Regions from separate parts of the Danio rerio genome. Here region 1 is linked to region 2. Evidence: chromatin contacts called from public HiCAR-type data. All regions are on one chromosome and are shown on one strand. The core of a region is the stretch at or near the end of the contact, and the rest is flanking DNA. Distances in the headings are between cores, read along the strand shown.

What was found. HiCAR-type assays count read pairs that join an accessible place to other places.
Region 1: a HiCAR-type map of caudal fin shows a contact between it and region 2, with 7 times the contacts expected there. The contact joins the promoter of faima here to the promoter of sh3bp4 in region 2. A contact is called at or near these places in 2 of 18 Hi-C or Micro-C datasets (caudal fin and hematopoietic stem cells) and 2 of 4 datasets of contacts at active chromatin or transcription factors (caudal fin and embryo).

Annotation. Positions count from the first base shown.
Region 1 is chr9:25,364,182-25,368,889 of GRCz12tu, forward strand. It overlaps faima (Fas apoptotic inhibitory molecule a), which reads left to right and starts at 3,278. Exons shown (of 5, transcript NM_001002583.1): 1 at 3,278-3,385; 2 at 3,860-3,990. The coding sequence starts at 3,877. It overlaps ndufa10 (NADH:ubiquinone oxidoreductase subunit A10), which reads right to left and starts at 2,051. Exons shown (of 10, transcript NM_199578.1): 1 at 1,925-2,051; 2 at 1,381-1,549; 3 at 191-406; 4 at 1-34. The coding sequence starts at 1,999.
Region 2 is chr9:24,998,380-25,003,104 of GRCz12tu, forward strand. sh3bp4 (SH3-domain binding protein 4) reads right to left here and starts at 3,183. Exons shown (of 4, transcript NM_001123295.1): 1 at 3,063-3,183; 2 at 634-2,981. The coding sequence starts at 3,183. The region is part of intron 3 of LOC141376122 (a long non-coding RNA gene); the gene reads left to right.

The DNA.
Region 1 (4,708 bases), core at 2,028-4,527, 370 kb after region 2:
CTAAAAGGAGATCGTTCCAGTATAACTCCCTGTCCTGAAGGGAAAAAAATCAAAGAGAAACCCCCTAAGTATGATTGTGTCCTTAAGAGCAACAGTGTTCTCAAAACTTGGTTTATAAAGTAAAAAGTACTTCATTCTTAATTGCAACATCAATCTACATCTCCATGTAATACAAGTGTGCTTTGGTAACCTGTCGTGAGCAGGTGTTCAACAGCATCAGAGTACTGCAGAAGCCTCATGAGGTACATCCAAGCCTGCAGGCGGTATGAGTTTCCATCACTGGCTTTGGGCTCCAAGTAGAACTTCTCCAGAGAGCAGTTCCCATTAAAAGCCTGATCTAAAGGAACTTTCTCCTTTGTCATTTTGTCCACATAGTGTGTGTCTGGCTCGGGCATGTACAGCATTCCTGAAGAGACAGACATTGAACAAATACTGAATATTCACTAAAGAGTTACAGAGTTTAGACAAATACTATTTCACTATTGTAAAGATGATTCTTATGAAGTTCAAATAAAACATTAGAGAAGGGAAGAAGAAACTGTGATTTAAGTGATTTTAAATGTGGCTGCTGGTGCCAGATGGGCTGATAAGAGAATTTCACAACCACAGAAAAGCAAAGAAAATAGAGCAGCTTAAGAACACACTGGAAACAGGATATAATTCACACAGGCTCAAATATGTTGGGTTGCAAGTCTGAATTCTGGCCAGAACTTAGTATACGCTATACGCATTTGGCTTACAGTGTGCATTTATCATAGTATTGTCTTAGCGAATCCCATGTAATTCCATTAAAAGTTGAGTTATTAGTTTGAGAACTTTTTAGTCAGGATTTTGCATAGAAAATACTTCTATAATAAACAAAAAGATATTAATCTGCATCTTTTTGAACATTTAGTAGGTTTCTGTGGCACATTATTCACTTCCATCATGTGATGGAAATAAACACTTCCTTAAGGTGCAAACTGCTATATAGCACATGAATGAGTGTGTATGGATGTTTCCCAGAGAAGGGTATCCGCTTCGTGGACCACATGCTGGATTGGTTGGTGGTTGGAACCCAGATTAACAAAGGGACTAAGCCAAAAAGAAAATGAATGATTTAATGAATGACTAAGAGAAAGAGAAAGAGAGAGAGAGAGAGAGTCATACTCATAACTTATTATATTACGGTGGGGACTCTCATAGACGTAGTTATGTTTTTACTGTACAAACTCGATTTCCTATCCTCTAAATTTAACATTTAAAAAAAAACTCTCTGCATTTTTACCCTAGGTTAACAAGTTCCCATAAGAATGTGTGCATGGGGAAATGATAACAAACACACACACACACACACACACACACACACACACAAACAAAGCGTGTCGTAAACGATCTTACCCAGCTTTTCGGCCAATTCTTGTGCAAGTACTCCTTTTCCAGACGCCAAGTTGCCATCAATGGAAATAATTTTGCTGTTTTCCTTGAAGCGGGAGCTTGCCCTCTCACCCATAACGTAAGCCAACCATCCATAACGCAGGTTTCTGACAGCACTTGTGTGGATTTTAGCCTTTAAAATATAAAATATCTTGTTATTCTTCTCTATCAGGATGTGGTAGTCTGAGGGCGTCAGCTGCTGTACAGTAAGTTATATTAATGCGGGTTCTGACACTGTTAGAGCCGCTTTTGGCAGAACTACAGCCAATCTCAAACACTCATTTGTTGATAAATATATTGTTCATATCTAATAGGATGTCAATAGACATTTATATAATCGTTACAATGATTAAGTAAAGAAATAGACAGATACATCCATGTGACAGCACGAAGTGATTTGCACAGCTGAATTCTGCTGTTGTCCTTCAGTCTGAACTACATTAGGCCTAACGTTAACATAAACGATAAAGCTTTCGCCTGGATAATAGAGGCCGTGTATCAATCTTACCGTTTGTATAGGCGACACAGGTTTCCAAGCTGCTGCACCCGAAGGCACAACTAGCCGAAACAACCGCAACGCCATAGCGAAACTACAAGATTTCTAGCGAGTTCAATGATCCTCAATGTCGACGAAGGATCTCGCGTCGCGGGAGATGTACGTCATCAGTGCGACATGCGGTTGTTTCACATGACAAAAGCCTTCGTAAAATAAAATAAAATAAAATAAAATAAAATAAAATAAAATAAAATAAAATAAACATTCTTAAATAAATACAAAATGTTCAATACGTTTTAATATTTGGAACATTACAGTAACATGCAATGTATAAGCAAATTATGGATAAAGTCAGTTAGCTATTTGAGTTCAAGGTATTCATTTATTCATTTATTTTCTTTTCGGCTTATTCCCTTTATTAATCAGGGGTCGCCACAGCGGGATGAACCGCCAACTTATCCAACATATGTTTAATGCAGTGGATGCCCTTCCAGCTGCAAACCAGCTGGGAAACGCCCATATCATATCATTCACACAATTACACTGCAGTCAGTCTAGCTCACCCAAGGTTCAGGATTATATATATATATATATATATATATATATATATATATATATATATATATATATATATATATATATATATATATATATATATATATATATATATATATATATATATATATATATTAATATAATTATGCTCATGCTGAATAAAAAGCGATTTAATCCCAAAACACCATGGTGAAAGAGCAAAATAATATCTGGTACATGTACAATAGTAAATAAATGATAATATTATCAGAAAAATAATGCAGTATGATAGTTTGAGGCATAATATAAAAACTTTAAGCTATTTTGTTCATAAAACCAACACAAGAGTGAAAATGCAATTGCAATCTAAAATTGGGACAGGGCTGATTTTTCCTGGGAGAAAAAAAATGTAAAGAATGGTGGTAACACCAAATGTTGACATGATTTAGTTATTAGAAGATGATTCGTAAATAAAATCTAATTATTTCATTTTTAAAACATCTTCAGGCTTTGCAGGAAAGTTTTTAAAGTGTTTTGTAGATCTTATCTTCATAAAGTAGGTCTGCTTAATTGATCTAGACGGTAATATTGGGACAGGGCACATGTGTTTGGTCAGTTTATTCTGAGAGTTTGCACAGATTTCATTTTGGTTGAAAAAAAAGTTCAGCAGGCGTGTGGCATGGCCAAGTTTATCTTATTGTCAGTAGATGTCAGTAAAGTTCACGTTGGCGTTTAAATCGGTATAAATGCTGACAGAAGAAGAAAAAGAACCTGTTGCCATAGTAACTGTTGTTAGCTGGAGCAGATTTGTTGTTGGCTAATTTTGAAGCTCTTCGCGTTGATGCTCTCGACGTCAGATGTGTTGATATTTTCTGCCGCGTGGAAAAGCGAATTTAATAAAACCAGAAACGCGCTTTATTGCAGCTCTGATCTGGACCGGTAATTACATGTATTTCTTACCGCTCTGACTCTTGTGTTTTGGATGACCGACAGCTTGTTCAGCTAAACAGATTTAGTGGCTCTGATACATCGCCAGCCATACTTTTTAAAATCGAGATTGTTTTTAACCAATAGATAGTAAGTCATGTAGCGTTAACTAAAAATATTCCCATAAAATTAACGTTTCCAGTATTATTTTCTCCGTAAAGCCGTTTAACGGTCGCCGTTTTGTACGTTAATGGTTTGCATTTATTGATTATCAAACAAATCAAAGAAACCCACTGCTATTGATATGAACACTGACAGCAGATTAAAAACAGTAAAGTCGATTAATCACACATGTCTACTTTTACTAATTACATATTATTTACATTTGCACATTCACGCTCTGCTTTGCTCATGTAATAGTCTGTTCTCGTTTTTCATTTATGTGAGATAATAATTCAATCATGTCTGTGTTCATATCTCTCTGAGGTACTGGAGGACAGAGGATGTCTGGAGATTTGGTAGCTGTGTGGGAAGTGGCTTTGAGTGATGGTGTGCACAGGATTGAATTTGAACATGGCACAACCACAGGAAAAAGAGTTATTTACATTGATGGAAAGGTAACAGACATCTATTTTTACACACATAGCTGACACTCTGGGTAATCTTGTAGAATTGCTGTCTTTCTTGTGTGATTGAATTAATGAAAACATAAAATTAAATAATGGTAATAATACAAAAGCAACACCACCAACAACTAACAATTTGAATAAGTGAGTTGTAGTCAGTCTGTTTGTTAACAAAGTTGTAGAGTTTATTGAAGGAAATTGGTTGTTTATGAATAATTATACAATAAGAAAGTAATTCTATGAATGTTAATGAAATTAATACAAACAGCAGGGGGAAATCTTAGTTGCAGTTGGATGTTGTCTTAGCAATATTAGAATAATTTAAGAAGTGTGTACAATTGTTAGGCATGGGCCGGTATAAGATTCTGACAGTATCATAACCTTGGATAAAAATATCATGGTATGACGGTACTGTGATTACTGCTCTAAAATATATTCTTTTTAAATGTCTGGATAAAAAATAAATAAAATAAAAAAACTTTTTCCCCTTTGAAAACAATATATTCTTTTTTTGAAAGATTTATGATATTTTGGAGCAGTAACCACGTCAGGTTACCACGTCATTGACTTCTGCTGTTTTCAATAGTTTGAAAAACACCGATTTCTTTACAATTTAAATGCCATTTTTAGATTTTTTTTCTGCTTGAGATACTATTCAAAAAAATTTAAATATTAAATCTAAAACATACATTAGGGACGATAGTACAGA
Region 2 (4,725 bases), core at 1,933-4,432:
TTATATGTGGCTATTGGGGGTAAAAGGTTGAGAAACACGTTGTCTTCAGGAAATCCACTATATTTTATTGTTTTAAAATATTTTCTTAACTAAACTAAAAGAGATAGAACCTTTAAGAACTGTACAGGGACTTACTTAGCCTTACCCAATTTTCTGGCCTTTTCCATAATGTGGATGTTCAATGCCAAAATGGCGTATTGTGCTGCCATATCTTGTGTTGTTTGCTTAATTAGGTGGTGTTTTTAAAAAAGTATTCAATATATATTTTTGGGGGAAAATTTTGGCCTTTTAGAAATCAAACAACTTTGCGAAAAGAGCTTTGAGTAATATTTTGAAATATTTATTTTGAATTGCTCTGCTATTAAGTAGTGAAATGATAAATTATTAATTGTTATACACACGTTTGTTTAGTGTACTTAAGTGTATAAAAAAATCACCAGCAAGGTCAAGAATAGTTAGCAGTACCACTGCGCTATCTGGTGTCCTTAACACAAATACATAAAACAAAATTGATGCATAAGTTTGACACAACCTGTCTTTAAAATATTTAAATATTTATCAGCTTTATTAACTTTGAATTTTTTTATTATTCAAAGCAGGCAGGATGAATTACTAGAAACTTTCAACTCTTACCTTCATGAGCTCCTTCTGGAAAGACTTCCTCTCCTTGCCCTCAGCTGCATTGCAGTCTTCCTTAAGCTTCTCAAGAACACAAGCTACCTTTTCTGGCTCACTGTCTGGCTCTGTCCGGCAGAAATGTGTCAATGGCAGATTGACGAAGCCCAAAGCATCAGCAAATGCTCTCCAACTTGCTACATTTTCCATCAGTATCGTCCGAACCGATGCATAGATGTACGTCAGACACATGCAGGGCTTCAGGATCTGCTCTAAAAGCACTGTAGTCGTAAGATCTGACCCTTTATAATTAACAGGTTTCACTTTTCCCATGATAAGAATGTTTTTTGCATGCACCAACCCAATTCTTCCATGGTAGTATCCGATATACCATTCCTTTGTCCATAGATGTCCTTTCAGTTTGATTTTTTCCTCGCTTACAATAGTCATTACGTCACCTTTGAGATACTCTAGTAAATATAGGCTTTTGGACTGTCTTACAACTGTTTTCAGCAATTTAGCAAATTTCAAGTTTTTGACTAATCTGTCCTGAAATAGGGGATACTTTGTGGTTGCTGCAAGAGGAGAGAGGACTATTTTGTTCACTTCCTTTTTCTTTAGAAAGCGCCTTTGAACAGAACTCCTTGTGCTTGTTTTTGGTAGTGGGGTTGGGGTCTGAACGCAAAATTGGGCCAGAATACAGTCTTTATCATCCTTGACTTGTATTCGCAGTGTAAAGTCTGAAATGTCTGTAGAATCGCGGGCTGCGATCATGTAGACAAGGCGGGCCACTTTGCCAAGTTTGATTTGAAACCCCCTCACGGTTTTGGCCTGTTCATTGGCTCTTATTTCAAAATTGGACATGTTCGAATACATGCCAACCTGAAGATCTTGAGGTTTTGCCATTACAAACTGGTGCTTTCCCCAGAGCTGGAGGACGACAGGTGTAGTTGACTGTGAATGTTTTTTGACGTCACTTACAAGCAATGTCTTCGGGGCACAGTCATGACCAAAAATGGCCACCACTGTCTTGAAAGATGGGTGGATGTGTTTTGGGCCATACACCCCAAGAGTGACCTTTTTTACAACATGTTCCCAGACTGTGTTGTAAGGAGCCACTGTTTGTGCCTGGGCCACCACAGAGACATACATGCAAGGCTCTAAATTGTCCAGGGTCACTTGCACAGTGTCCCCATACATGTATGCATGTGGTATTGGGACGTACGGACCTTCTTTGCAGTCGCTTCTTATGCATACTACCTCTGCAGTTCTGCGGCTCTCGATCTTTACCACAACTGACACCTTCATCTCTAAAGTGACTGGGGTCTTGGTTTCCATGTTACTGAGTTTTATTTCTACCACTGGACTCACAGTAGTGCATCTATCATTGTTGAGCTCTAACGGTGGGTCCAGAAGGGCCTTCAGAGATATCTGTTGAGTCTCTCCTGGTGCAACATGACCCTCAGGGATATGTATGCTGATACTGGTATTTGGTAGCTGCACAGCTCCACCAGAGCTGTCCAGTTTGCAGACTATGTTGGTCTCTATTGGTTGGGTTTGCCCCCATCCTGGGTTTTGTCCAATTGAGTCCAGGTCATGGCAGGATCTCGTAAATTTACGATGATTTAGCCATGCTGTTTTGAAGTCCTCTCTACTTTGAAAATGCTCAGGTTTAGGCGACTTCATGCTGCCAAAATAACTCAAGGAACCTTGATTTCCTTCAGACAGGGACTGCAGGACTGACAGCTCTGACATGCTGTAGCAGCGCTTGTTCTTAAAAAATGGATTGTCTCGGCGAAGATTCACACCTGAGCTCAGGCTAAAACTGTTTGTGTCAAGCAGGCCATTTTCAAAGCCATTTATATTAACAGTGCTACTGGTGTTTGAGATGGGAGGTGAGAAATGATCAAAGCAAAAGGTATTTGCTGAATTTTGGTTGCTGTTTTGGTCAGTGGTGTCTTGCAGTGTGCTGTTTAGGAATGGGTTATTTGACATGCGTTTATTAACAAAAGGATTTTCATGTCTAGATTCTGTGGTTTTGGAGGACATCGTCCAGTCCCCTGAGATGTCCATTTCTTTCACTCCTTCAGAAATGTCACATATGCTGTCAATCATGCCGCTGTCACTGAACGAGGAGTCCCGATAATTGATCGGCTGGACATAAGCAGCTGGGATGTACCCCATCTCCTTGCTGTTGTGTGCATACCACCACTCTCCACCTGATGTGTCTATGACATAAAGACAGTCTCCTTTTGAGAACTTAAGTGTGGTAAAGCTGGACGGGCAGTAATCCTTAATGGCAATCACTTCCCTGGCAGCTCCAAATGAGGCAGTAGCATCCAGTCGTAAAGAACTAGGTGAAGGGACTGTTGATTGATAAATAAACAAATGAATAAAACGATTTCAAAAGTTAACCATGTTTATTGTGTAAAAATGATAAGGGAGACCTTTGACATCTGTGAGGGTGGCCTCTGAAACTCCTTCATTGAGATCGATTAGTGCGCCTTCAGATCTGCAGCGAGGGAGCACAGTGTTGTTGTTCGCTGATCTAATGCGATGAGCAGCCATGGTGTGTATTGCTACCAAACTCCTCCTTTTATCTATGTTTTACCTATGTTTTTCTTTCCATTGTTTAGCTTCTTATCGGCAGATTAGTGGCCTTAAAACAAAGCAAAAGATAATGGTATTATCAGTTAATTCTTCTGAATATTTATGTATGTATGTGTGTATGTATGTATGTGTGTGTGTGTGTATGTTGTTTGGAAAGTTACTTTTAGTATGTAAGTAAGTAATGTGCATTTATAAAGGACGAAAGGACCCTCTTCATGCCCCTACCAGTGTAAAGCGTCCACTAGGATGATGCGATGGCAGCCACAGGACAACAGCGTTAGTGCGCTTACCATACACCAACTATAGGGGGAGTAGAGAGACAAGCTGTGTCTCATTTCAGACGCACTTCAAATGTGAGTCCTTCGACTCAAAAACAGCTGCTGTTAATAAGCACTGATAAAATTTGTAATGATTTTTTTCAAAGTGATTTTAAAACTTATTTTAAGCGATCTGAAGGCAAAACACAATATACAGAAGCTGGAAATATATTTCCTTTGATCCATGCATGTACACTTAAAAATGTAAAATGTCTATAAAATCCCTCTTTAGTAAGACATGTCATACTCTTTTTGTTTTTTAACATGTTTAGATATCTAAGTAAAGTAAACTTAATTTTATAAATTTAAACCAAAGTTTTCTTTTAAAAAACGTCCGGCCATTATCAGCGCACAGTAAATCTTGGGATGTTCGAGGCCTGGAAGGATCCACCTGTAGAGTCCTTACCTGGGAAACGAAGGACACATATGGGGGCTGCATTTGAAGGAGCCTTAGAGTTTTTTTTTAAATGAGACAGCCTTCATCGCGCCACGATGATGCAGCACACTTCAAGCACCCTCTGGAGGATGCAGCCTCTGAAATGAGACACAGCTATAGTGAACCAGTTCGGTGGAGGGGAATGTTTGGGAGGCCATGATTGTGAGGACCGAGGGTTGGAATTTGGCCAGGAAACCAGATTACACCCCTGGGGCCTCATGTATCAACGCTGCGTACGCACAAAAACTTTGCGTACGCCAGATTTCACGCTCAGAATCGCTCACGTTTGGATTTACTAACAATGAACTGAACGTGGGAATGTGCGCAACTTCACGGCAGGTTTCTGGCAGGCGTACGCACATTTTTTGTGCGTGTCTGTTTTATTTCCATTGGCGACTCCTAGAGGCAGTTGTGTTAAATTCTTCTCTACAAAGTGTCTGATCCTTGCAATGGCAGCTGTATGAGACGGGTTCATATAGTAGGTATGTAAGATTTCCATACCACACAGTTGACCAGCTAAACATTAAATCAATTTGCAGCGGTCGCCTGTTTTCCCAATGTAATCTGAGCTATCTACTGCACGCACATTGCTATAAAGACACTATCTGAAGATAAATTTGCATGCGTGAATCAGAAACATTTCCATTCAATAAATGTGCAAATAAAATATGATGCACAAACTTATTAATGATTCCTACTTGTCTTTCTCGTGATAAATAGTGGGCAAAATCTGATATGTAGCGGGAA